6 separate regions of the Sus scrofa genome follow, and all the other regions are linked to region 5. A link is a contact called in public Hi-C and HiChIP or PLAC-seq data. All regions are on one chromosome and are shown on one strand. Each heading gives the region's core, a stretch centred on a gene start, on an enhancer-like site or on the middle of the called end of the contact. The rest is flanking DNA. Distances are from core to core; before and after follow the strand shown. Region 1 has its middle 73 kb from the start of CRYAA. Region 2 has its middle 70 kb from the start of SIK1. Region 3 overlaps HSF2BP (heat shock factor 2-binding protein). Region 4 has its middle 49 kb from the start of CRYAA. Region 5 holds the start of SIK1 (serine/threonine-protein kinase SIK1). Region 6 overlaps HSF2BP (heat shock factor 2-binding protein).

The links. A called contact is a pair of places that touch in the nucleus more often than the background predicts. HiChIP or PLAC-seq counts read pairs in DNA pulled down with a chosen protein or histone mark.
Region 1: an H3K27ac HiChIP or PLAC-seq map of skeletal muscle shows a contact between it and region 5. The contact joins the enhancer-like site here to the promoter of SIK1 in region 5. A contact is called at or near these places in 13 of 47 Hi-C or Micro-C datasets (alveolar macrophages, blood, embryonic fibroblasts and 8 more) and 2 of 2 datasets of contacts at active chromatin or transcription factors (alveolar macrophages and skeletal muscle).
Region 2: a contact with region 5 is called in a Hi-C map of skeletal muscle, with 8 times the contacts expected there. The contact joins the enhancer-like site here to the promoter of SIK1 in region 5. A contact is called at or near these places in 1 of 5 promoter capture datasets (liver), 11 of 47 Hi-C or Micro-C datasets (heart right ventricle, liver, mesenteric adipose tissue and 4 more) and 1 of 2 datasets of contacts at active chromatin or transcription factors (skeletal muscle).
Region 3: a Hi-C map of skeletal muscle shows a contact between it and region 5, with 4 times the contacts expected there. The contact joins the enhancer-like site here to the promoter of SIK1 in region 5. A contact is called at or near these places in 1 of 5 promoter capture datasets (liver), 24 of 47 Hi-C or Micro-C datasets (adipose tissue, alveolar macrophages, brain and 13 more) and 2 of 2 datasets of contacts at active chromatin or transcription factors (alveolar macrophages and skeletal muscle).
Region 4: a contact with region 5 is called in a Hi-C map of skeletal muscle, with 7 times the contacts expected there. The contact joins the enhancer-like site here to the promoter of SIK1 in region 5. A contact is called at or near these places in 8 of 47 Hi-C or Micro-C datasets (alveolar macrophages, blood, embryonic fibroblasts and 5 more) and 2 of 2 datasets of contacts at active chromatin or transcription factors (alveolar macrophages and skeletal muscle).
Region 6: an H3K27ac HiChIP or PLAC-seq map of skeletal muscle shows a contact between it and region 5. The contact joins the enhancer-like site here to the promoter of SIK1 in region 5. A contact is called at or near these places in 1 of 5 promoter capture datasets (liver), 11 of 47 Hi-C or Micro-C datasets (brain, embryonic fibroblasts, epiblast stem cells and 5 more) and 1 of 2 datasets of contacts at active chromatin or transcription factors (skeletal muscle).

Annotation. Positions count from the first base shown.
Region 1 is chr13:206,365,051-206,368,737 of Sscrofa11.1, reverse strand. No RefSeq gene overlaps it. Among named protein-coding and RNA genes, the nearest start is that of CRYAA, 73 kb to the right of the region's middle. Within about 2 kb of position 2,312, at least 26 of the 83 cell types and tissues checked have an H3K27ac peak or open chromatin away from gene starts, as enhancers often do. A contact at or near this core is called in alveolar macrophages, omental adipose tissue, retroperitoneal adipose tissue and 2 more, where this site is marked.
Region 2 is chr13:206,533,805-206,537,467 of Sscrofa11.1, reverse strand. No RefSeq gene overlaps it. Among named protein-coding and RNA genes, the nearest start is that of SIK1, 70 kb to the right of the region's middle. Within about 2 kb of position 1,262, at least 48 of the 83 cell types and tissues checked have an H3K27ac peak or open chromatin away from gene starts, as enhancers often do. A contact at or near this core is called in liver, mesenteric adipose tissue, retroperitoneal adipose tissue and 2 more, where this site is marked.
Region 3 is chr13:206,578,128-206,581,678 of Sscrofa11.1, reverse strand. The region is part of intron 8 of HSF2BP (heat shock factor 2-binding protein); the gene reads left to right. Among named protein-coding and RNA genes, the nearest start is that of HSF2BP, 49 kb to the left of the region's middle. Within about 2 kb of position 1,323, at least 61 of the 83 cell types and tissues checked have an H3K27ac peak or open chromatin away from gene starts, as enhancers often do. A contact at or near this core is called in adipose tissue, brain, embryonic fibroblasts and 7 more, where this site is marked.
Region 4 is chr13:206,340,890-206,344,798 of Sscrofa11.1, reverse strand. No RefSeq gene overlaps it. Among named protein-coding and RNA genes, the nearest start is that of CRYAA, 49 kb to the right of the region's middle. Within about 2 kb of position 1,493, at least 30 of the 83 cell types and tissues checked have an H3K27ac peak or open chromatin away from gene starts, as enhancers often do. A contact at or near this core is called in embryonic fibroblasts, liver, skeletal muscle and 1 more, where this site is marked.
Region 5 is chr13:206,464,350-206,468,139 of Sscrofa11.1, reverse strand. SIK1 (serine/threonine-protein kinase SIK1) reads left to right here and starts at 2,338. Exons shown (of 14, transcript XM_021071058.1): 1 at 2,338-2,466; 2 at 2,880-3,050; 3 at 3,467-3,583. The coding sequence starts at 2,895.
Region 6 is chr13:206,560,790-206,564,731 of Sscrofa11.1, reverse strand. All of the region lies in intron 8 of HSF2BP (heat shock factor 2-binding protein), which reads left to right. Among named protein-coding and RNA genes, the nearest start is that of HSF2BP, 66 kb to the left of the region's middle. Within about 2 kb of position 2,196, at least 25 of the 83 cell types and tissues checked have an H3K27ac peak or open chromatin away from gene starts, as enhancers often do. A contact at or near this core is called in fetal liver, liver, retroperitoneal adipose tissue and 1 more, where this site is marked.

The DNA.
Region 1 (3,687 bases), core at 1,063-3,562, 99 kb after region 5:
GTGGCTACAACTCCGATTCGACCCCTAGCCTGGGAACCTTCATATGCCGCAGGAGCAGCCCAAAAAATGGCAAAAAGACAAAATAATAATAATAACAACAGTTTTTTGGGTTTTTTTTAAACTTCATGGCCACACCTGTGACATATGGAAGTTTCCAGGCCAGGGATGGAAAGGGTGGAATCCAAGCTGCAGCTTTCAGCAATGCCGGGTCCTTGGCCCACTGTGTCAGGCCGGGGATTGAGCCCGTGCCTCCACAGCAGCCAGAGCCGCTCCAGCCAGGTTCTTAACCCAGGGTGCACAGCAGGAACTCCAAGACGATAGATTTTATGTTGTGTATTTTACCACAATTAAACAAACCGTTCTCTCACTTTTGTAAAGAGACAGAAAAGTTGTTAGAAAAAACTTTAAGAGGAGAGCAGAAGACAACAAGGTAAGAGCCTTGGCTCTTGGGATCTGGTGCCCAGGTGTCACGTCTGTGCCGTGGGCGACACCCCTGCTGGCCTCCCACTCCCCCGCATACATCTCCATGGGACCCAACCAGCGACAGGGCCGAGGAGGCCGCCCGCTTTGCGCATCTGGTTCTGCGTGGCCCAGGGTGTTTCCCAGAAGCCTCTCTTCCACCAGCAGGACGCTAAGCCACCCTCCTCTTTCCGGTCTTGTCTCAGAAATGCATGTGCTCTGCCCTGAACAGCCCTGACAAGTGGGGTGCTCTCTGCTCGGGATGTGGGGACCCTCTTCAATAAGAGGTGTGGCCTGGAGGATGTCCAGCTGGGCGGGGGTGACCCTGGACAGTCCCCAGAAGGGCCCAGGAGCCATCTCGCAGCCTCCATGTGGGTCCGAGCTCCCGCCTGCAGGACAGGCCAGTCTCACTCCCGAAAGATGGGCCTGGGTCCGAGATAAAGGAGCACAGAGCCCCCAGGAGTCGCACACATGGTGCTGCTCACATGTCTGCAAGCGCCCCCTCCCCAGGCTCCGGGAGCAGATGACCCGCTCTCTAGAAAAAGCAGGGAATCCATTTCCCAGTCCAACGCCCTCAACTTCACCCTTCATTTCATAAACAGAGTCCCTGAAACTGCTGTTCGCAGCTCAGGGGTGGGGAGAGGAAGGCCTGGGGCCGACGTAAACTTTCCTGGAGGCTGTAAGATCCTTCCCTGTGGCTGACGCATCGTGGAAGAGAAGCCAGCAAGTAGGACTAAAGCATCGATTGTGGGTGTTTCCTTTGCAGAATGTTCTACAGCTGGAAGGTGGGAGGGCCTGTGGGTCCCGCGGGGGACCACGCCTGTGACAGCTTCCTGTCTCGGGGGCTCCCTTCCAAAGAGCACCTTAAAAGTCACATTTAGACGCTGCAGACCGTGCATCAGAGGTGGGAGTAACGGTGCATGAGCCTTCAAAACCTGTAGCATGTTTGTCTCATGGCCCGATTCAAACATGCGGGGGGACGTTTTACTATCACGGGTGCGAAGGTGACGCGGGGGGATGGGCGTGGGACGAGAGCTCTCAGATGCACTGCGGAGCCTTGGAGGCCAATTCTGAGCCCGCTTGGCCGTTTGATGGCTGCCGGTCCCCCCTCGGGTCAAGGTGCAGGTCTCGATATGTGGACAGATGACGGGCCAGCCCTGGACCGTGGCTAATTACTGCTGCGCCCCCATGGCTTATTAGCCTTTGCTCACCAGCCAGCAACAGGCAGACGCCCCTCCCACACACACACCAACAAACGGCCCCCTGTAAGGTGGCTGTGTAAGGCGGCAATCCAGCTGGGCAGGCTGCGGCCACGGCTGCTCTGTCCACCAGAAGATTCCTGCCAGGGCCTCTGCCCGCGGCTGCCCGTGAAACTCACGCTGGGCAGGGGCCTCCTCTAGGTCTCCGGGCCCAAGGGCAGGGCTCCCCCATCGGCCAGATGGAGGACTCAGCACTCCCCCCCGCCCCTCCTGTCCCGGAAACACACAGGGACACCCCTTCCTGCCATGAGCCCTGGTCTTGCAAAGGCCGCTGCCCACGGCTTCCTCCGAAGGAGGCTCCATGTGTCCTGGGGGCGGGGGGGGGGCGGACAGAACAGTGCTTCTCCTTTAGCGACGCCCCCCTGTGCTTCCCCCACTGCCCTCGCCTCCCCTCCCCCAGCCCTACCCCCGCCATCCGAGGAGCGACGGATCTGCCACCCCTGTGCCCACATGAGCCCTGGTAGAGCAGCTGGCATTGCCTTTCTGCAGCCTGGCTTGTCCGACTCTGGGCCTCACACTTGGGGGTGACAAACAGCGTCACCCTGGGGCCGCCCGTTTGCTGTGGCTGGATGGGCAAGAGAGGCCCACGGGGCTGGTGGATGGGGCAGCTGCACGTGGGCAGATTAGACGCTGGGACTCATTAATCAGGGACACCCCCCTCGGTACTCCCCTCCAAAAATACGACAAAAAGCCCTGACTCCGAGGAAAGGGGGCTTCCCGAGCCAGCTGCGGGGCTGCCGGTTCCGGGCCGTGGCTGGACGCCCTTCCCTTTTCTCAGGCCGGGCATTTGCATCCCGGGTTCAGCCTGGTGGGTCTCGGTCCCGCCCAGCCCTGCACTCAGGGGAACCAGTTCCAAGGGTGCGGTCCTGGTCTGTGACAGCGAGGTCAGCGAGCCTGGGGGAAGTCACCAGCTGTGGAGCACACCAGAGTCCCAGATGGGGGGCCCCCCAGACACGTGGTGGTGCTGACCCCCCCTCCAAGGCTCAGCAAACGCCTGCCCCCTCCCGGCTGGGAGTCAGTTTCTCATGGAGCCTCAGTGCAACATCCGCTGGGACGTGGCACGTGGTTTTGTCAAGGATGATGGCAAGACAGCAGCGCAGTCCTGTCAAGGATGATCCTGCGTGGGGGAGGCTCCTCCCTTGCACCAGCCAGCTCACGGCTGCTCCATGAGCAGCCGCTCAAGTTCCGGCCTTGCCGGGGTTAGGGCACTGTTGCGTCCATGTTGAAAATGAGGAAGCATTTTGCATTACCCACCTGCCAGCTTCTCCCACCTGCCAGCCTCTCCCACCTGCCAGCCTCTCCCACCTGCCAGCCTCTCCCACCTGCCAGCCTCTCCCACCTGCCTTAGTTTCCCAGGGGAGTGTGTGCATGGAGATGCCCACATTGGGTGGGGCTGGGGCTGGTCTCTGCGTTGGGATGTTCCCAGGACCCTGACTCCAGATCCTTCTGGAAGACCAAGCTGTCAGCTCAGGAGGCACAGTGGCCAAGCTGGCTCTTGGGTGCCTGGTCGAGCCTGCCTTCAAGGGGCTTCTTGGTGGGGCTGGTGGGAGGAGGAGAGGAGGCACCCCCAGTGGCCCATCCCCTATGCCAAATGACGCAGTGCATGCCCCCGGGGAGTGGGCTTATACCCCTCCCCTGGTCCATCTGTCACTGCCCCCTCCCCCGAACTGCCTGAGCTGCTGAAACTGTGTTTAGGACAGGTGGCAGCTCCCCACAGAGACCTGCTTCCAGCCTTCCCTGTTGGGGGCCAGGCTGGGGCCCCCTACTGGCAGGCAGAGCCCCCACAGCAGACAAGGCTGACCCTGCCCCCTGGTGCGGGCAGTCCTCTTCTGTCAGTCGGTGGACGATGACAGTGAGTGTGTGGCCCCCAGGCTGTGCCTGCCCCGTATTCCCCTCCAGGGCCTTCTCGTCCCCTTCTACAAGAAAAGTCCTAACTCTGTCCACCGGGCAGGGCCAAGGGGCCTTGGAA
Region 2 (3,663 bases), core at 13-2,512, 70 kb before region 5:
TCTCCAGCCAGTGGCAGGGGTGGGGCCTGGCCTGGGCAGGCCTGGGGCTCCCTCTGTCACCTGTCTGGTCTGAGCAGGCCTGTCACAAAGGGCCTGTCCTTTTCTACCTGATGTCGTCAAGCGTTTCCTGGGCGGAGCTGGGGAAAACGGGCCTGGGGGTCAGGGTGGACAGCTGTCCTCCGGTGCCTCCCTGTGTGTCCGTGGTGGGCAGACCTGGGTTTGCTTGCTGGCGGCAGGGCCGTGGCTGCCGGCCTCCTGGGACACGGAGGACGCTCACCCCCCACGTTTCGGGGGCCGCCTCGATCCGTTCAGCTCCTTCTGGACCAAGCGTACAGGGCTCAGACGCTGGGCAGGAGGCTGTGCCAGGGGGCAGGGCCCGGAGCCCTGCAGGACAGACCTGGACGCCCTGCTCATCCGAGGTCAGCTGTGCACATGTCCCCTTAACCAGCAACCGAGGGACCAGATGCTGGGCGGAGGCCACCTGAGGCGGACGCCCCAGGCTGCTGGTCCTGCTCCCCAGGGTCCTGCCGCCCAAAGCCTCCTTCATCTTGTTCCCTCCGGTGCTGGGAAAATCCTGCTCCTGCAAGTTGCCCGAGCAAAGCCCTGTCTTCGGGTCAGGGAGCGGGAGCAGCCGCGAAGTCAGCAGCCGGGTCCCGGCCGGAGGTGCGGGCGTGGGGACAGGGCCCCGGCTCCGAGGCCCCGGTGCCTGCCTGCGGACCAGCTCCCGGGCCAGACCAGACCGGACGCGGCCTTAGAGCCGCTGACGTCACCGGCCCAGAGGCTCGGCGCAAAGAACAAAACTGCCTGTTCCCGCCGGGCGCTGTCGTTTCGTAGGAAACGCCGGGGGCTCTGGCAGGTGAGAGGCCTTCCTGTTTGTCCTGCAATTATTCGTCACGGCGACTGCGGGCCAGGACGTTAATCCCCAGCGCCAGCCGGCGGCCCTGGGTTTGCACAGCCCAGGACGGCTCTCCTGTCCCCGAAACTCGCCACCCCTGCCCTACTCGGCACACGCTGCCCCTTCCAAGTCCTGGAACAGCGCGGCCTGGGCGGGCGGCCTTTGGCCCCGCGGGGGAGGGAGCGGGGGGAGGGGACGGGACTGTGTCACAGCAGGAAGCTCTGATCCGGGCGGGTGGGGGGTGGCTCGCCCTGGGTGCCCCCCCCGGCCCCCCCCCCCCGCCCCAGGGACTAAGGAACGGGCCCCCAAGAAAGCCAACAGACAAGGGCAGCTGAGTTCTCATCTTCCGGGAGGGGATCTGAACAGACCCTGTCCCTTCCCTCCCGGCCGAGCCCAGAGCTCGGATCTGCCGGGTTTCATTCTTAGAAAGTCAGAGTCACGGAAAGGGGCGGGGCCGCGTGGCAAAGCCGATCTGATGGGTTGGGGTCCGAATCCACTTTCGCTTCTGCCTTTGGAACATGCCCGTGTTTTTGCCCTAGTTTTCCTTTTCCTGAGGGCATTTAGTTTGGGCTCCCGTTAAAATCTGTGCATTTCTTTCGCACACCGCAAGCACGTGAGAGCTGAGAGGTGGGGCTCCGGCCAGAGACCCGGCTGGTCCTACAGGCTGTGCACCTCGGAACCAAGTGATGCTGCCAGGGCGAGTCTGTCCTGAGGCAGTGTCCCCGAGGAGGCTGGATGGGGCAGCTGGACAGCACAGCCCGACCAGCTGGGTGGCCCCCACACCCCTGACCACACTGCTGGCCCTCGGCCTGTGCCTGGAGGTGTGGGCTTGTCTGAGATTCACCGGCCTCACAAGTCTGTCCCTCCGGCATCTCTGCCGTCCCCTCCTGTGTCTTCCAGAGGCTACCAAATAGGAGAAAGTTTGCCGGGGCTTTTGTAGTTTCCAGCCTGGCACCCCAAGGGGTTGTCTCCACGGGGCCCCGGAAGCTCTGTCTCTCGTGGGGTGACGGTCTGAGCCCTGGACCCCTGGCTCATCTTCCTGCCAGCCACGCTGTCTGCGGGTGTAACCATGTGGTCCTCTGCCCTCTCCCTGGGCCCCTGGGTGGGGCCTCGGGGCCGACTGGGCCTCTTGCAGGGCAGGGCACTGGCAGCCTGCAAGGACGCATCTAGGAGCAGGCAGTCCTCCGTGAACCTGCAGCTGCTGGCACCTCTGTCTTGGATGTCCAGCTTCCCGAACTGCGAGGAGTAAGAGCCTGTGTGAGGGCTGGCCACGTGGCGGTCTGTGACAGTGGCTCGAGCTAAGACAGTTGCCCTCAGAGATGGTCAGCCCAGGAAGGCACAGTGTGGCTGTCTGCCCTCTGTTCCTGGCACCTCTTCCCTGGGATTCTCCAGAAACACACCAGGGTCTGCTCCTGAGCCCCCTTTGTTCTGCTGTAGAGGCAGGCCTGGGTGGCCAAGCTGGAGTGGGTCTGTCCTGAGTGTGTCTGTCCCTCCTGGTCAGGCTGGAGTGGGTCTTAGTCACCCTGGCGTTCAGCGCAGTCACTCATCTTGTGAGATGTGACGGCAGGTGCACAAATGGGCAAGCCCTTCTCGGAAACCTGCCCTGCATACCCCCCTTCTGGGGGCTCCCCCAAACCTGGGCATGCTCTCGTGTGATGGCTCCGTTCCAGACCTCTGCGCTGGCCCTGGGCTAGACCTTGTAGCCTCGGACCAGTGTCAGGCTCGGACCCCCAGTCACCATCAGAGTGCCTGGGCAGACATTACCTGAGCGCTCAGCCCGTCCCCCATGCCGGGGCCTTGTGGGGGCCATGTCCCCCCACCTCCTCCAGGCCTTGCGTGCAAAGACTGAGGTTGTCAGTTGTCTCACCGGGGCGGAAACCGAGGCTTTGAGGGTTAAGTGCTGTGTCCAAGGTCACGTTTCCAGGAATGTGGACTCGGGCTTGAATCAGGCCGTCAGATGGTAGAGCCTTGGCCTAACAGGAGGAATTGGGTGTTACTAGGAAGAACTGGGGGTTAAGACAAAAAATTGGGGGTTTATAGGCGTTGAATGGAAGATTGGGGTTCAGAGAGGAGCACGGGGAACGTGCTGCCTGAGCCGCCCTGAAGGACCGCAGGGTAAGAGCAGATCCCGGGCAGCGGGGAGGGGGCCCCGCTGTTGCTGGGAGGGGAGTGGGAGCAGCTGGGTTTCCAGAGCCCACCTGGCTTCACAGCTTGTGTGTCTTGTTCCCCGTCAGGCTGTCGACTTTGGGTCACAGAGTCTGGACAGAGTCGGCGCCACGCCCGGTAGACAGTGCTGACTCAGGGGGCCCTCAATGGAATGTTCTAGAGGGGGCCCTGCAGGGGGTGGGGGGAGGCGGGAGGAGCAGGGGCCCGTGTGTGCTGGGCTCGGTGCGGGAATGTCTGAGATGCGTTTCCTAGGACGGCCTGCACCTGCTCTGGTGAGGCCCGGTGGGCGTGGGGCGGGGGAGCGATTACCGGCCTGAGGTCACTGTTCTCTGGGGTGACTCACACCGCAGAAGAGCGACCCTGTTGTTCTGGGGAGGGGGGCGGGCTGCCGGGAACCAGCCCCCAGCCCCAGGCCTCTCAGGGGGCTGCCTTGGGGGCCACGGAAGCTGGGTCAGTGTAGCCCGGGGACAGGATGGGCCCGAGGGGTGTTCTTTCTTGGCAGAAGTCTCCTTGGCACCAACACCTTTCCAGCCGATGTGCCTGGGTGGACAGGGACCCCCCCAGCCTGACCCCGGGCCCGTGTGCCAGCCTGGCCGGGGGGT
Region 3 (3,551 bases), core at 74-2,573, 110 kb before region 5:
TGAAATTTGGTGTGTATTTTGGTGATAGCCTCACTGTCAGCTTGGTCCCGTCTCCCCGTCTCCCATAGCAAAGCACGGGAAGGTAGACATTTTACACCTTTATCAAGGCAAAAGTACACTTTCAGAGAAGGGAGAGGAGTCAGGGGCTTGCAGGTTCCCAGAGGGCCCGGCTCCCTTGCAGTGCTCTCCGTGACCCACAGTGCGGCCAGAGTGAGGACCCAGGGCGATCCTCGGGTTGGTCGTGGGCAGGAGGCCTCGTCTGCATGGGGACAGGTGACCCAGGGGCGGGTGAGGCCTGGGCCAGGGTCCATTCCCAGCAGGGAGTGAGCAGCCCAGGCGGGTCAAGGTGGGGGAAGGAGCTTTGCAAGGAGACACGGCCTGAGGCTTTGGGGGTTCGTCTCCTTGAAGGGGACTTGGAAGCTGTAGCATTAGAAAGATGAGTATGTATTTCACTGTAGGATAGCAAAATAGAAGCTGCTTGTTCTCTGAAAAATAGTATGTGCTTCTTGGTGCCTGGTGGTGGTGTGATTGTGTTCATCAGTCTAAACCTCACGACTGCTTAGGACTAAAAGAGAATTTTCAGACTGGCTTATTCTGCTTTATGAGGATATACTAGAAAATAAGAACCTCTTCTAATTTTTAAAAAAGCTAGGGAAAAAGGTTTTGTTGGGTCCTACGCTTATCAGTTTTCCTGTTAGCAAATGTGATATGTTTAATTTAATTAATTTATTGCTTTTTAGGGCCGCACCTGCGGCATAGGGAGGTTCCCAGGCTAGGGATCCAGTTGGAGCCTCAGCTGTGCCTACACCACAGCCACAGCAATGCGGGATTTGAGCCTTGTCTGTGACCTACAGCGCAGCTCACGGCAGCGCCGGATCCTTAACCCCCTGAGCGAGGCCAGGGAGCGAGCCCGCAAGCTCATGGATCCTAGTCGGATTCGCTTCTGCTGTGCCGTGATGGGGACTCTGAAATTTGATGGGTTTTAAAGAACAGGCGCTTTGCTTCCTTAGCCCCGTCTACTCGGGCACTTCCTAGAATCCCTGTCCTGGTTCACGGAATGGGATGTGCCTCACGGGCCTTAACGTGTCCGGAAATGCAGTTGCACCGGGACCAACCCCTCCCGTAGCAGGTGTTAAATTGGAGTTTGTCCCCTTGTTGTTTTTAATCTCAGTCTTTCTGCCACGCCGAAAGCTCATGTCCTTTTCATCCCTTTGGCCTGAAGGGGGCAGGCTGCGTTCACGTGTCCGGCCTTCTTCGACCGGAGCAGCTGCTGTCAGGCGCCCTCGGGCTGGATCCTTGCACTTCCTCTGGCCTCGCTGGGCTTGCCCGTCCTTCCCCGTAGGCGGCTCAGTGCTGCTCTTTCCCAGGCTTCTGCACATTCCTCACGTTCCTGTAAAGCTGCAGAGCTGGCGTCACAGCCCAGCAAACAGCCCTTGAGAACAGAGTGTTTTGAGACGCCGGCCGGGTGTTAGGTAACCGTTAGGCAAAGGGGGATGAGATCGCACGCGTCCCTCGTCCCTCGTTCGTGCCTGTCTCCTACCCTCTTGCTCCGTGTCGCTGCGGCACCGGGACGTCTGCCTCTGGCTGCCACGCGCTTGGTTTGTGTGAGCGCCGGGAAACACGGGCTGCCCTGCGCGGGTGTCCCTCAGCCCAGACCGCTCTCCCCAGCCCCCCGCAGGGTCCGACCCGCCATCAGCCGCGGCTCCAGGGGTTTTTACGTGTGATTAGCATTGCCGGCTTGTAGATGCCTCGCAGTGTTGTGTTCGTTTCCGGGGTGCAGCAGAGGGAATCAGCCCTGCGTTTCTGGGTACGTCCATCCTGTGACGGCCTGTGTCTTCCCCACACAGGCCGTCACAGACCACGGGCTCGAGCCCCGAGCTACGCGGTGGGGCCCCGTGACGATGCATGTGGTGTGTGTTGTGCACACTTGCGAACCCCAGCCTCCCCGTCCCCCCTGCCCCGAATGTCTCCCCTTTGGTGACCACAAATTTGGTTTCAGGATCTTTGCGTGGAATATCTGTTCTGTGAACAAGTTCTCTTGTTTCACTTTTTAGATTCCATGCGTTGGTGATCTCGTGTGGTCTTTGTCTCACTTCCTTCACTTGGTATAAGAACCCCTAGGCCCATCCACGTCGCTGCCGGTGGCTTTATTTCATTCTTTTTGTGGCCGAGTCATAGTCCATTGTCTGTATGGACCACATCTTGATCCCCTCTTCTGTGGATGGACATTGAGGTTGCTTCCATGTCTTGGCTGTTGTAAATAATGCTGCAGTGAACATAAGGGTCCATGTATCTTTTTGTTTTTTGTTTTTTAAAATCTTTTTTAGGGCTGCATCCACAGCATATGGAAGTTCCCAGGCTAGGGGTCTAATCGGAGCTGTAGCTGCCGGCCTACGCCACAGGCACGGCAATGCCAGATCCAGGCTGCGTCTTGGACCTACACCACAGCTCAAGGCAACACTGGGTCCTTAACCCACTGAGCAAAGCCAGGGATTGAACTTGCGTCTTCATGGATACTTGTCGGGTTTATTGACTGCTGACCTATGATGGGAACGCCTCTTCTGCTCATTTTAAATTTGTTCTGTTTTGTTTTATTTTGTTTTGTTTTTTTACCGCATGGACTCAAACTCAGTATGTTCAGACTAAATTCATAGGCTCCCCCCACTGAACTCGAACCACGGCCTTCGCAGTCCTGGCTGACGGCAGCTCTGTCTTTGCAGCCTCTCAGGCCTGTGAGGACGTTGGAGGGGTCCTGTCTCCTTTCTCTCTGACACCCACCTGCAGTCTGTGAGGAGATGCTGATGGCTGTGCTTTCAGAATACACCGTCACCTGACCCTAATGCGCCTCTGCCCCTGGGTTGGAGCCGCCGCCCTCTTGTGCTTAAGGCACCTGCGGGTCCGGGTCCGTCTCTGGTAGGCGCCCCCCCCCCTCCACCGCGGGCCGTGCAGCGGGAGGCACCGACGGGCTGGACCTCCTCGCCGAACAGTCAGAAGTAGTCACTGCACCCAGAGCACAGACGCCCGGTGAAAGAGGGGCGCCAGAGAGGTTCCCGGAGCCCTGCGGGGGCCGTTGGTCAAGGTGACGTCCGTGTCCATGTGCTCACGGCCGTGGGGCAGGAAACAAAGCCCGGGTCCCGCCCTGAACGCGCCACCGATCGGGGCTTCCCAGGGGTGTCTACCAGCGTTCGAAGGGTACCTTCAGGTGCCCTGCCAGCCCTTGGCGACTGCAGGAAATGAACCCAGTGGGGACTCTCTTCTGAGAACCAGGCTGAGGTGGACCAGCAGTGCCCGCTGAGGACTGAGCGCCGTAGACGGGCTTTCTTGCAGCTGCGAAACCGGGTTCCAACCACCCAGGTGGTCCCCATTTCGAGCCCAGTGCACATCCTTCTGTAGGATTCTTGACGTCAACCAAGTCCCTAAAGACTTCTTAAGGTTCCAAGAATCAGAGCTCACATCTTAAACGTCGCAGAAAGCGCGGGAAATGTCATTAGTGAAATCACAAGTGACACAGACCTGAAGAAGATTTCAGATGTCGGAATTATCAGATGCGT
Region 4 (3,909 bases), core at 244-2,743, 120 kb after region 5:
GACGGGGGTGTGAGAGGCCGTGTCGGAGCCGGACCCGGGGCTGGCGGCCACAGCTGCTGCTGCTGGCAGCTCAGGGAGCTTCTGGAACTGTTTCCTTTTGCGTTTTTCAGTTGAAGTAAAATTCGTGTGTGATAATCTGCACCCATTTAAACTATAAATCGGTGTGCTTGTCAGATGTCTACACCCGGGAAACAACCACCACCGTCAAGATTCGGAACATTTCTCTCACCCCCAAAGTTCCTTGAGCCCCTTTGTAGGCCTATGTTCCCCCAACCCCGGGCCGGGCACCCCCCCATCTGCTTTTTGTTGGTGGGGTAAGCACTGCTATAAGCATTTTGGAGGCAGTGAGGCAATCCAGCCTCCCTGGCCTGCCTCCTGGAGCGCCCAAGCCTGCTACTGCCCCAGGACTTTGGCACGTGCTGCTCCCTCGCCCAGAGAGCTCTTCCTCCAGGGGGCTGCCCCCTCACTTCCCTCCGGAGGTGACCACATGTTCCCAGTCAGGGAGGTGTTCCCCTGGCACATGTTCGGGGTCACCCCAGCCTCTGCACACCCACTGCCCGTGCTTTGCCTTACTTTGTCCATTTGGTCTCACACATCTGCCTGCCCTTGCTAGTAAAGCCTGGGGCGAGCGGGGGCCTTTGTGCGTCCGGCTTGCGGCTCAGAAACAGGGTCCGCCTCCATCATTCTGGTGGGGGGCGGCGGGCGGGGGTGGGGGTGTGAGTGCTCCAGGGCCCGGTCCACATCTGATGCTGGCACCCATCACGGCCCATTAAACAAAGACCGGGGAGCGGCACGCAGAGCCCCGTGCAGCAGGGGCGGTGGGCATGGACTGGCTTGTCTGCCACGTGGCTGATGGTCACAGCCGGCCTGGACCCCGGGGCTCCTGAGTCCAGGTTGCAGGTGCCTCCCCTGGGTGAGGGGCACTCACCCCCCCCCCCGAGGGGGGGCGGGCAGACTCTGGAGCCAGATCGCCAGGGCTCACAACCCGGTCAGTGCGACCCTGGGTGACATGCTTACTAGTGACCACCCCACGGAGTCGCGCCAGGATCCCGTGGTCCCGGCTGTGAGGTTGCGAAAGCGCTCGGATGCGCTGTCAGTGAGCCAGGAGGGGGAAGGGCAGGAGGCTCCAAAGTCCCCGAGAGGGGTGGCGGGGGAGGGGGGCTGGAGCCCGCAAGCCCGCCCCAGCCGCGGCCTGTTCACCCTCCGCCTCCCCGCCCTGCACCCCCCCCGCCCCCGCACCCAGGGAGCACGGCTGGTGCTCGGCGTGCGGCTGCGCAGATCCGTAGGCACACGCCCCAGAGAGCAAAAAGCAATTATCAGCACAGACAGCGGGGCTGTGACAGAGCCACTGGATTGTGAAAATTGATCTCCTTCCACCAAGAGGATTTAGCCGGCAGCCGGCTCGCTAATTCACGCCACCCACCGCCATCCCCTGACCGGAACGGAACAGCTGAACCGTGTTCTCCTGAATGGCCCTGGGAGCCCAGCGGACGGAAGCCCGTCTGTTTCATAAGGAGCTTAAACAGAGCTTCTCCTCCAGCCTCTCCAACACGTTTAAACAGGGGTCTATTTTTACTCGCGTTACATAACCTCTTTCTCTCATTCATTGATGGCCAACGCGCTTCCCTGGGAACTGCGCTTCTATTTAGGGCGGAGCTGACTCCTGTCCTTCCAGCCCAAGCGGGAACCAGGGCTTTGGGGTCCCCTGGGAGAAAGCCACACCATCGTGAAGATGAGAAGGACCTCGTCCTGCTGGTGGCGCCCTGCACCGGGGAGGGGGCTCCCTCCCGGGTCTGGGGCCACAGCGCTGCGGGCCACGGAGGGGGCCTGTGTGTGGACCTTAGGCAGGGTGTCCTGCATGCAGACACGAGGCTCCCGGATGGAGGCAAGAAGCAGACGTTGCCACTTCTCCAGCAAAGCTCTGAGTCACCACTTCCACACGCATGTGTGTTTGTGGGTGTGATTTTAGTTCAGTGCAGTTCTAACCTGAGTTCACCATCCTGTGACGACCCCTCTGTCCCTCCCCAAGGGTCCTTCTCATGGCCCTGGTGTCCCCGCAGGACACCCCCACCCCCAAACTCCTGGCAACCACTAACCTGACCTCCCCCCCATCATTTTCTCATTCCCAGACAGCGTGTGGGCTCTGAGGCAGGCCTTTCCCGCTCCGCACAGGTCTCTGCAGACCCATGCAGGTGTTTCGTGTGCTGCGTTTGTCCCTGTCCACCTCTGAGGCGGGGTTCCAAGGTGTAGCTGCATCCACCCATTGAAAGACACCTGGGTTGTTTCTGGGTTTAGGCCATTGCGAAGAAAGCTGCTCTAAACAGTGGCGCACAGGCTTTTGTGTGACCACAAGTCTTTTTTTCTGGGATAAATACAGATTTTTAGTTTTGTTTAAAGAAAAAAAAAAAAAACACCCAAAATCATTTCTGGAGCAGCTGCCCCATTTTCCATCCCTGGGAGAGACCCAGAGCGTCCACACCTCCGCCTCGGTGTGGCCGCTGCTGGGGTCTAGCCTCCCCGAAGCTGCAGGGGTATCTCACTGTGGCCTTTCGCTCCCTGATGCTGGGGTTGGGACCCTCTTCCCCTTCGCTGCTTGCCATCCGCGGGTCCTCTTGGCAAAATGCCCTGTCACGTGTTTTGCCCGTGTTCAAATCAGACTGTTTGAGTTCTTAGCAGACTCTAAGCGTTCTCTCTAGCCCAGACCCCTGCACCACGCGTGGTGTGCAAATAATCTCTCAGTCTGTAGCTTCTTTTTATGCTCTGCGTGTGAGCATTCGCAGAATAAGGTTTTTTAATTTGGATGAACTCAGCTTTGTTGAGGAGAATAATCCCTTAAGCAATCAGTCTACACCAGGAATAGACAAGAGTTTTATTCGAGCCAGACTGAGGACTACAGCCCGGGAGACGCCCTCTCGGCTCGCTCTGAGGAACTGCTTCAGAGAAGCACGGTTTTCAGCAGTTGTAAGTCTTGTCAGAACGGAACATCGAAAAGTTAGGGCTACATTCCTTCAGGGTTTCAAAAAACTGGACTAAGCCGTATGGCCTTGGCATCTGGGAAAGAAGTCTTATCATCGAAGGAACACCAGCCCTGGCACCCCAGGCACTTGGCACCTGCGGCGGCAGTCCCCGGCTAGGGGTTGAATCAGAGCTGCAGCTACCCACAGTTCACGGCAGTCCCCGGCTAGGGGTTGAATCAGAGCTGCAGCTGCCCATTTACCCCACAGTTCACGGCAGCACCAGATCCTTAACCCACTGAGCGGGGTCTGGGATCACACAGCATCCTCATGGATACTAGTTGGGTTCGTGTCTGCTGAGCCACAGCAGGAACGCCTTAATCTTTATTTTTAATGTGAACCTATTTTATTTCTAGTCGATGCACTCTTTTCTTTAATAATTAAAGCCGATGGACAATATATGGTGACAGGCCACACACAGGCTGGTGTGAATAGCGTAAAAAGCAATTTAACTCACAGAGAGGCCGTGAAGGACCTCCCCACACCTCCTTATGTGAATATTTCCATTATCTGGTTTGGTCATTTTTCCTTCTATGATTGTCCTTTTGGTGTCACGTCTAAGAACCCTTCGCCTAAACTTAGCTCCTGAGAGAGTCTTTATTTCTCCTAAACGTGCTGGCGTTTCTCTTTGGCACTTACTCTGTGATCTCTGTGGAGTCACCTTTTGCACTAGCGGGGAGGCTGAGGTCAGGTTCGTGGGCTCCAGCCCACCTGCTGCTGCACCATTTGTCAACAGTGGGTCCTCCCGAGTGGAACTCCAAACCTTTGTCACCCATCAGCTGGGGGACTTTGTGCTGTTCCTCTGATCTGTGGGTCTGCCCCTCCGCAGATACCAAGCTGCCTCCGTGGCAGCACCTTCACAGCGAGCCTCACATGGGCAGTGCGCTTTCCGGAT
Region 5 (3,790 bases), core at 1,089-3,588:
CTCCTAGGAAGAGACAGACGAGTGGGGTGCCGGGACCCCAGAAGGGGAGGGAAGCAGCCGTACACTGTTCAGCAGGAAGGAAGTCAAAATGGCCCTCCAGCTTCTCGGGGTGGATAAACCTGGGACGGAAAATGAAGGCACCTCTGAAAGACTAAAGAAACCTCGGGGACTATTCGTGTCCTTGAAAGGCCATTCAGAACAAGTTCAACCCACAAGCAACTGCCCAAGCAGAGGGTGATGGGAAATATTTGGCCAGGAGGGCAACCGGGCACCAGGAGAAGCAGTGGGAGTGCCAACCAGTGCCCTGGCAGGGCAGCTGCCCACGCCACGCGGAAGCCTCCCAAGAAGGTGTCTAAGTTTTGTACCCACTTTGATTCATTCTTTTTTTTTTTTTTTGTCTTTTGTCTTTTTAGGGCACCTGCAGTATATGGAGGTTCCCAGGCTGGGGGTCGAATCAGAGCTGTAGCTGCTGGCCTACCCTGCAGCCACAGCAAAGCGGGATCCGAGCCGCATCTGTGACCTACACCACAGCTCACAGCAACACCGGATCCTTAACTCACTGAGTGAGGCCAGGGATCGAACCCGTGTCCTCATGGATACTACTCAGGTTCATTAACCACCGAGCCACATGGGAACTCCCACTCTGACTGATGCTTGTTTCCCACCCCCTTCTCTTAAGTGGTCTTTTTATTTAACACGAGGGGATGTGATTCTAAGCTGGAGGCAGAATTTAACTCTCATGATGCTGCCTCCCTAACATTTAGGAAATACGGTTGGCCACACTCTCTGTCATCCCTCAGGAAACATTTCCTTTTCTGGTGAGGATGAAGGAACGTGAAGTGAGCCGTGAGGCCGCTGGATACCCCACATCTGCTGCCGGGTGGGGACGAGGCTGTGGGCACCGGGGTCTGGAGGGCAAAGTCCCCACTCCTGCAGCCCTGGGCAGATGGCGCTGTGGATCGGGCAGCAGGCAGAGGAAACTGAGGCCAGGGGACCTGCAGGGTCCAGGCTCGCCAGGGATGAGGCTCTTGCTCTTGCCCCTGTCTGTCGGCCGTCTTGGGAGGGGCTGCTCCTCCCAGGGACAGGGCTCTTTTGCCACCTGTATACAGAGCACCTGGACGCTCGTCAAAGGGCCGACCTTTACTGAGGGTATTGTGACTGGGTTTCGCAAATCTCCGGCCCCAGGAACGGGAAGACCTTGAGTGGAGTCCCTTCGCATCCGTCCTCCGGCCATCCCAGAAGCCAGCCCTTGGGGACTTTCCTCCTCTCTCCAGCCTGCGGGTTCTTCCACCAAAGGGAGGAGCTTCACGGCAAAGAACTGCCTGCAGTCATCAGCTGGCTTCTGACCCACAGGCTGGACAGAGAATGAGCTGAGCAGGCGGCTGAGCCACTCCCCTGGCCCGCCTGGGGTGGGGCGAGGCAAGGCGGGAGGACAGACAACTAACAGCGTTCCCCTGCCCCCAGCCCAGGGGCTCAGTCGCAGCCCCCATGACACTCTGATGCACCAGGGGAGCTTGCAGAGATGCAGATCACGAGTCCCCTGTTGAAGTCTCTAACTAGCTAAACAACTAGGATTCCTAACTGGAGTTGGGCTGCCCAGGTCCTCCATGTACGTAGCTGCCACCCTCTGGAGGGCAGCCAATTTGGGGTGTGGGAGCTGGCCTGCTCTCACCTGCACCCTGTGCCGGATCTGCGAGTCTGTGAGGTTTCCCAGGCCCCACCCAGTACTTCCCCTAATAGGCTCCAAGGCCTTGTCTCTATTATTTCCGACAGAAAATGGGGGACACATGAGATCCCCATCCGGCTAATGGCGACCCTCGAGTAGGGGTCCAGCAGGACGCCGCCGCCACTGTGCTGCACGTCAGAGGGTTTTGGCACCGCGCTAGAACCGACCCTGTTGGGAGGGTCCCCGCACACGCGGGCAGGAGGCAGGGTGGCGCCCGGGGATGGAAGGGTTAAGCCGCCCGCAGCGCCCGCGATGTCCGGTAGGGGGCGCGCGCCGGCGGGAACGCGGGCGCGGGCTGGCGAGCTTCGGGCGGCCGGCGCCCCTGACGTCACCGCCCCGCGGTCGCCAAGGCGACGGCCTCATCAGCGCGCGCGTCAGAGCCGCCAGTCTCTTGGCAACCGCCCGATCTCCCGCTCTCCCTCCTCCTGGCGCTCGGCCGCGCGTCGCTCTGGCGTCAAAAGGACGTCAATGGGGATGTATCAATCCGGCGGCGGCGGCGTGGGCGGGGCCGCCGTGGGCGGGGCCGGCGACGTGGGGGCGTGGCGGGGGCGGGCCCGGCGGGCGGGGCGCGCGGCGCGTGCGGCCGGAGAGCGCCGCGCCGGGCTCAGAGCTGACATGCGGCGCGGCCCGGGCGGCGGGCGGCCGAGCAGCGGGCGGCCGGGCAGCGCAAGTGGCCGAGCGGGCAGCAGGGGCCGCGGGGCGAGCGGCGTCCCGGCCTCGGCGCTCCGAGGGCGTCGGAGGTGAGGCGCAGCCCGCCGGGCGGGCGGCCGCCGCGGGGCTCGGAGCTGCGGGCTCCGGCGGCCCCGCAGGTGCGCGCGCGGGGGCGCGGGCCGGGGCGCCGTCGCCGGCCTCCCCTTTGTTGTGCGGCGGCTGGCAGCCGGGCTTCGAGGTTCGGGATGGAGCCGACCACGGTCGGCGGGCGGGTCCGCGACCCCCGGGGGGGGCTTGGAACCCGGAGCCCGAGCGGGGCGGCCGGCCGGCTTGGGAGCGGGGCGCACGTCCCGCGGGGCTCCAGGATCGGGGGTCGCGGTGGAGCTGATCGCCGGCGGGGGCGGGTGGCGGCGAGCGGCGGCGCGTCCGCGCGCCCCGCGGGCTGGGGGCTCCGGGGGTCGGTCGGCCAGCGCCGAGCTGAGCGGAGCGCGCTCCCCCCCAGGTGCGGCCCGGAGCCATGGTGATCATGTCGGAGTTGAGCGCGGCCCCCGCGGGCTCGGGCCAGGGCCAGCAGAAGCCCCTCCGGGTGGGCTTTTACGACATCGAGCGGACCCTGGGCAAGGGCAACTTCGCGGTGGTGAAGCTGGCCCGGCATCGAGTCACCAAAACCCAGGTGCGTGTGGCGGCGGGACCCGGGGTGGACGCTGCCCCCTGGGGCCGGGAGCTGGTGGATTCCCTCCCTGCCTGTGGGGTCCTTCGTCCTGAGGTCTGAATGCTGACAGTTCTCAGTTTGATGAAGAGAAAAAAAGCTTTATGTTATGATTATGCGTAATTTGTATGAATATTGGGGGCAGCAAAGAGAATAATGATCCAGAGCTGGAGCCAGCAAGGACGAGGCATTTATTGAACTTTGACTTTTTAAGTAATATTAATGATTACTTCAGTTATTTTCCTCCCCGAACTTTTTGTGACCTTTGGGGAGGCAAAGTGTTTTAGAAATTAACCCACAAAAAGTGAAATGTGTAAATTAGCTTAAGGGAGAAGGTTTTTTTTAAGACAAAACTTCCTTTATCTTTTAAAAAACTCTAGGTTGCAATAAAAATAATCGACAAAACACGATTAGATTCAAGCAATTTGGAGAAAATATATCGTGAGGTTCAGATCATGAAGCTTCTGAATCATCCTCATATCGTAAAGCTTTATCAGGTAAGGACTCAGGTTTGCCTGTCACTGTGACTTCTGCCAAGTGTATCATTTTCAAATTTTCATCAACTTAAGCCTCCAGTTCTGGAAGGCTGTCTCTCCTTGGGTGTACGTGGGAGTCGGGGTTGCTTGTAGAAGGGAGAGAGATTGATTTTTGTAAGCTGGGCAATTATTTTCTTGCTTTTCGGATCATACTTCAGATCTGCTTCA
Region 6 (3,942 bases), core at 947-3,446, 97 kb before region 5:
GAGCACAGGTGGCCAGGCGTGAGCTGCGGTTCAGCAACGGACCACAGAGGGCCTGACGCCGAGAAGTTCTTACTCACGGGTCCTGGGAGGGGACAGGGCACCACGAGGGGCCACACGGCAGGTCGGGGCCCAGTGCAGACCGGGAGGCGGGGCCTGGGCCCTTCATGAGGGTCTTTGTGGGGGTCGCTGGCTGGATTGCTCAGTTCAGACCACAGAGGGTTTGGGTGAGCCCCACGGGGTCTCCCCGAGGGGCCCATAAAGGGGGAGGCGCTGGAAGGCGGGGGGACTGCTGATGGCAAGGGACTGACAAGGGCTGACACTCGGGACTCTGCAGGCTGCCGTCCAGGGTGGGTGCCGCGCGAGGGCCAGTGTCGGGTGGAGGTCCCTGTGGGCCGCGGGGCCCTGTGGCGGTAGCAGAGTGGCTGAGCTGCACTCTGGCCGGGCCCCCAGGGAAGGAGCTTCCCTTCCAAGGGCAGCTGCCAGCACGTGGGGCCGGGCTGTCCGCCCCGAGCGGGTGGCGGCAGGTGTGGACAGAGAAGTGCAGAGAAGTGAGCTGCGCTCTGGAAGGCTGGTTCTGAATGATGCGAGTGCTTGTGTGGTCTAGCCAGTCTTTGAGTAGGTCTGCTGGAGACTCTGTCTCTGAATTTTCCTTCATCTCAGAATGTCCTGAATTCCCCTTCATTTTCTGAAGGACTCGGGGTTGACACTTTTTCCTTTCCACATGTGGAAGAGGCTGTGTTGCTTCCCTCTGGCCCCAGGTCTCTGCTGAGCAGTCGAGTCTCCTTGACTTGCTTTCCTCCCATTGGTGTGTCTTGGCCGAGATCTCTTGAGGTCTCTCCCGGTTGCTCTGGGCTCAGCTTCCTCTGTCTGTAGGTTTGTGTCTTTTGCCAACTTGGGTAAAATCTCAGCTGTTACTTCTTAGAGTGTTTTCCAGCCCTGCCGCCTGTCCCACTCTTTCCCGAACTGCAATGACATGGACATTAGATGCTTTTTATGGCCTCACGGACAGAGGCCCTGCTCCTCGTCTTTCTGCTCTGCTTCCTCCGTCGCTCGACTGAGCCTTTCTGTCGCCCTTCCTTCTAGCTCACCGAGTCTCTCCTCTTCCTTCTGCTTTATCTCCTGCCGGGTTTTGAACGGCAGGCACTGTCTTGTTCAGCTCTGACGTCTCCATTTTGTGAAGAAATGTAAGGTGGCACTTCAAAGCCCTCGTCACCCACACCCGCTCTCTCGAAGTCACTGGTGGACATGCCTCCGCCGCCTCCAAGCCCCAGACTGAGCCTCCTACCAGAATGTTCCCGGTCTCAAGTAATGAGGCGCCCATGATGGTTGCAAGATGAGTTGTGTTGCTGTCACCCAGAACGTGCTTAGCTGTGCCCCCCAGAGACACGGTCTGTGTTCTTCTGCTTGTGCAGTGTGGGCGTCTAAGCTGTTTTCCTTTCCCTCGGTCCACGTTCCCTTTAGACGCTGTCACTGAGCTGACAGCGTCACTACATCAGGTCTGGCTGCTCGCCGCTCAAAAATCAATACTTGAGACAGAGACCTGACAGGGAGAAGGGCTGTTTTTAATCCGATTGCCAGCAGTGTGGGGAGAGGGTGGACCCGGAGCCCTCAAAACCGTCTCTGAAGACTGCTCGGCCATGAACGTTTTCAAAGGGAAAAAGGAAGTCGTCTCAGTTAGTCACAGAGACGGGGTCAGAGGCGTCCCCGCCCCCCACCGCGTGCAGGCTTGTGGACTTGGTGTGATCTTTAGAGGGGGTCCTGGTCGCATAGTTTGTCCGTGAGATGACTGCAGGAGCTGGGAGGAGAGAGCTGCTAAGTGTTCTTCATTTTACTCTGGTCATCCTCGGAAGGAACACGTAGGCCAGGCCAGTATCGCGTGACCCAAAGATTGGCGAGGTGCTCGGGGCACAGCCGAGCAGAGCCTGAGGGGCCCTGGTTGGGGGTTAGTGGGGGTTGGTGCCCTGGTTGGGGACGGGGCCTCCCGCAGAGCGCTCGGGCTCTCCAGGAGCTTTCCTTACGGCCATGTCATCGTGAAGGCATGTCTGTGGCGGCACCCTTGGCAGCCTTTGTCTCATTTGTCGCTTCCAGTGGCTGGTTTTCTTTTACGCTTCTTTGATGGCCGCACAGCTATCTTTTCAGCGGCCTAGTTATTTTGTTTGCTCTGAAATGCATTACATCAGCCTTGGCCACATGCAACAGTCTTTTCATTTGTTCAGCAAATATTTATTGTATCAGGGACACAGTGATGAGCAAGGCTGACAAGGCCCTTGACTCCCGGAGCTTTCCGTCCAGCGAGGAGGAGAGAAGGTCATGTAGCAGAATAAACGCTGTTCAGAGACTTAAAATTGGGCGGTGGGTGCGAGGCTGAGCAGGTAGTATCTTTACATTGGGCGGTGGGGGAAGCTTCTCTGAGGAGATAATATCTAAGCTGAAATTTGATTCATTTTTGGGATCTCCACCTCTCTGTTTATATTTCTTTTCTGTTGCATTTTTTTCCATTAGAGCCTATTGTGGGCTGAATTGTTGAAAATTCATAGGTTGAAGCCCTAATCACCACCCCTCCTCCTGCTATCTCAGAATGTGGCGGTATTTGGAAATAGGGCTTTAAAGAGGCAATCAAGTTAAAATGAGGCCTTCCGCTTGGATCCTAGTGCAGTTTGACAGGAGTCCTTCTGTGGAGAAGAGACTGGGACCGAGAGGTTCAGGAGGCGTGGGGGCCGTGAGAAGGACACCTGCCTGACAAGGAGGGAGGCGGCAGGGGCCTCTTCCTGCTGGTGCTGTGATCGCGAACTTTCCGTCTCCTGACAGTGAGAGAATGTCTACTGTTACTACTTGGTGGTGTTTTGTTACGGAGGCGCAAACTGACTAAGATAGAGCCCTTAGGGTATTACTCATAGTTACTTCACATATCCCGTCTGCTAATTCCCAACTCTCTGTCCTAGAGAGTCTGGCTCTGATGCTTCGGTTGTCTTTTCAAACTGTGTACTGTCTTTTCTTTTAGCATGCCTTGTCATTTTTGGTTGAAAGCTGGATGCTGTTTGTTGGGTAATAGGAACTGAGATGAATAAGGCTTCAGCTGAGGTTTTACATTAATCTGCTAGGGCTTAGGCGCTGTTTCATGGAGGCTCCACGTTAGTTTCCTTCTCTCTGCTGGCTCACTTCCTCTTCATAGGAGCATCTATTATTTGATATTGGGCCTCTTTCTTTTCTTCTATTTTCCATCTCTTTGGTTTATTTTTAAATTTTTTATTAAATGTTATATGGTGAAGATAAACAAGCTTGAATAAATGGAAATATAAATTCTTGTTTGCCTGAGAAGAATCTATATTGTAAAGCTGATATTTTGCCTCAACATGCCAAATAAAAATACCAACAGGGTAAGTCCTCGCCACAGCACTCGGAGAAGAAAAAGAAATAAAAGTTACCCGATTAGGAAGTTCCCGTCATGGCTCAGCGGAAACGAATCTGACTAGGAACCATGAGGTTGCGAGTTCGATCCCTGGCCTTGCTCAGTGGGTTAAGGATCCGGCGTTGCCGTGAGCTGTGGTGTAAATTACAGACGAGGCTCAGATCCCGAGTTGCTGTGGCTCTGGTGTAGGCCACCAGCTATAGATCTGATTCAACCCCTAGCCTGGGAACCTCCATATACCGCGGGAAGCAGCCCTAGAAAAGGCAAAAAGACAAAAAAAAAAAAAAAAAAAAAAAAAGGATCCTGCATTGCCATGGCTGTGGTGTAGGCCGGCAGCCGCAGCTCTGATTGGCCCCCTAGCCTAGGAACCTCCATATGCCACGGGCACGGCCCTAAAAAGACAAAAAGACACACACACACACAAAAGGTACCCAATCAGGAAAGGAAGAAGTTAAAGCTGTCGCTGTTTGCAGATGGCATGATATGAAGGATAGAAGACAGGATAGAAAATCCTAAAGACACCACCAGAACAC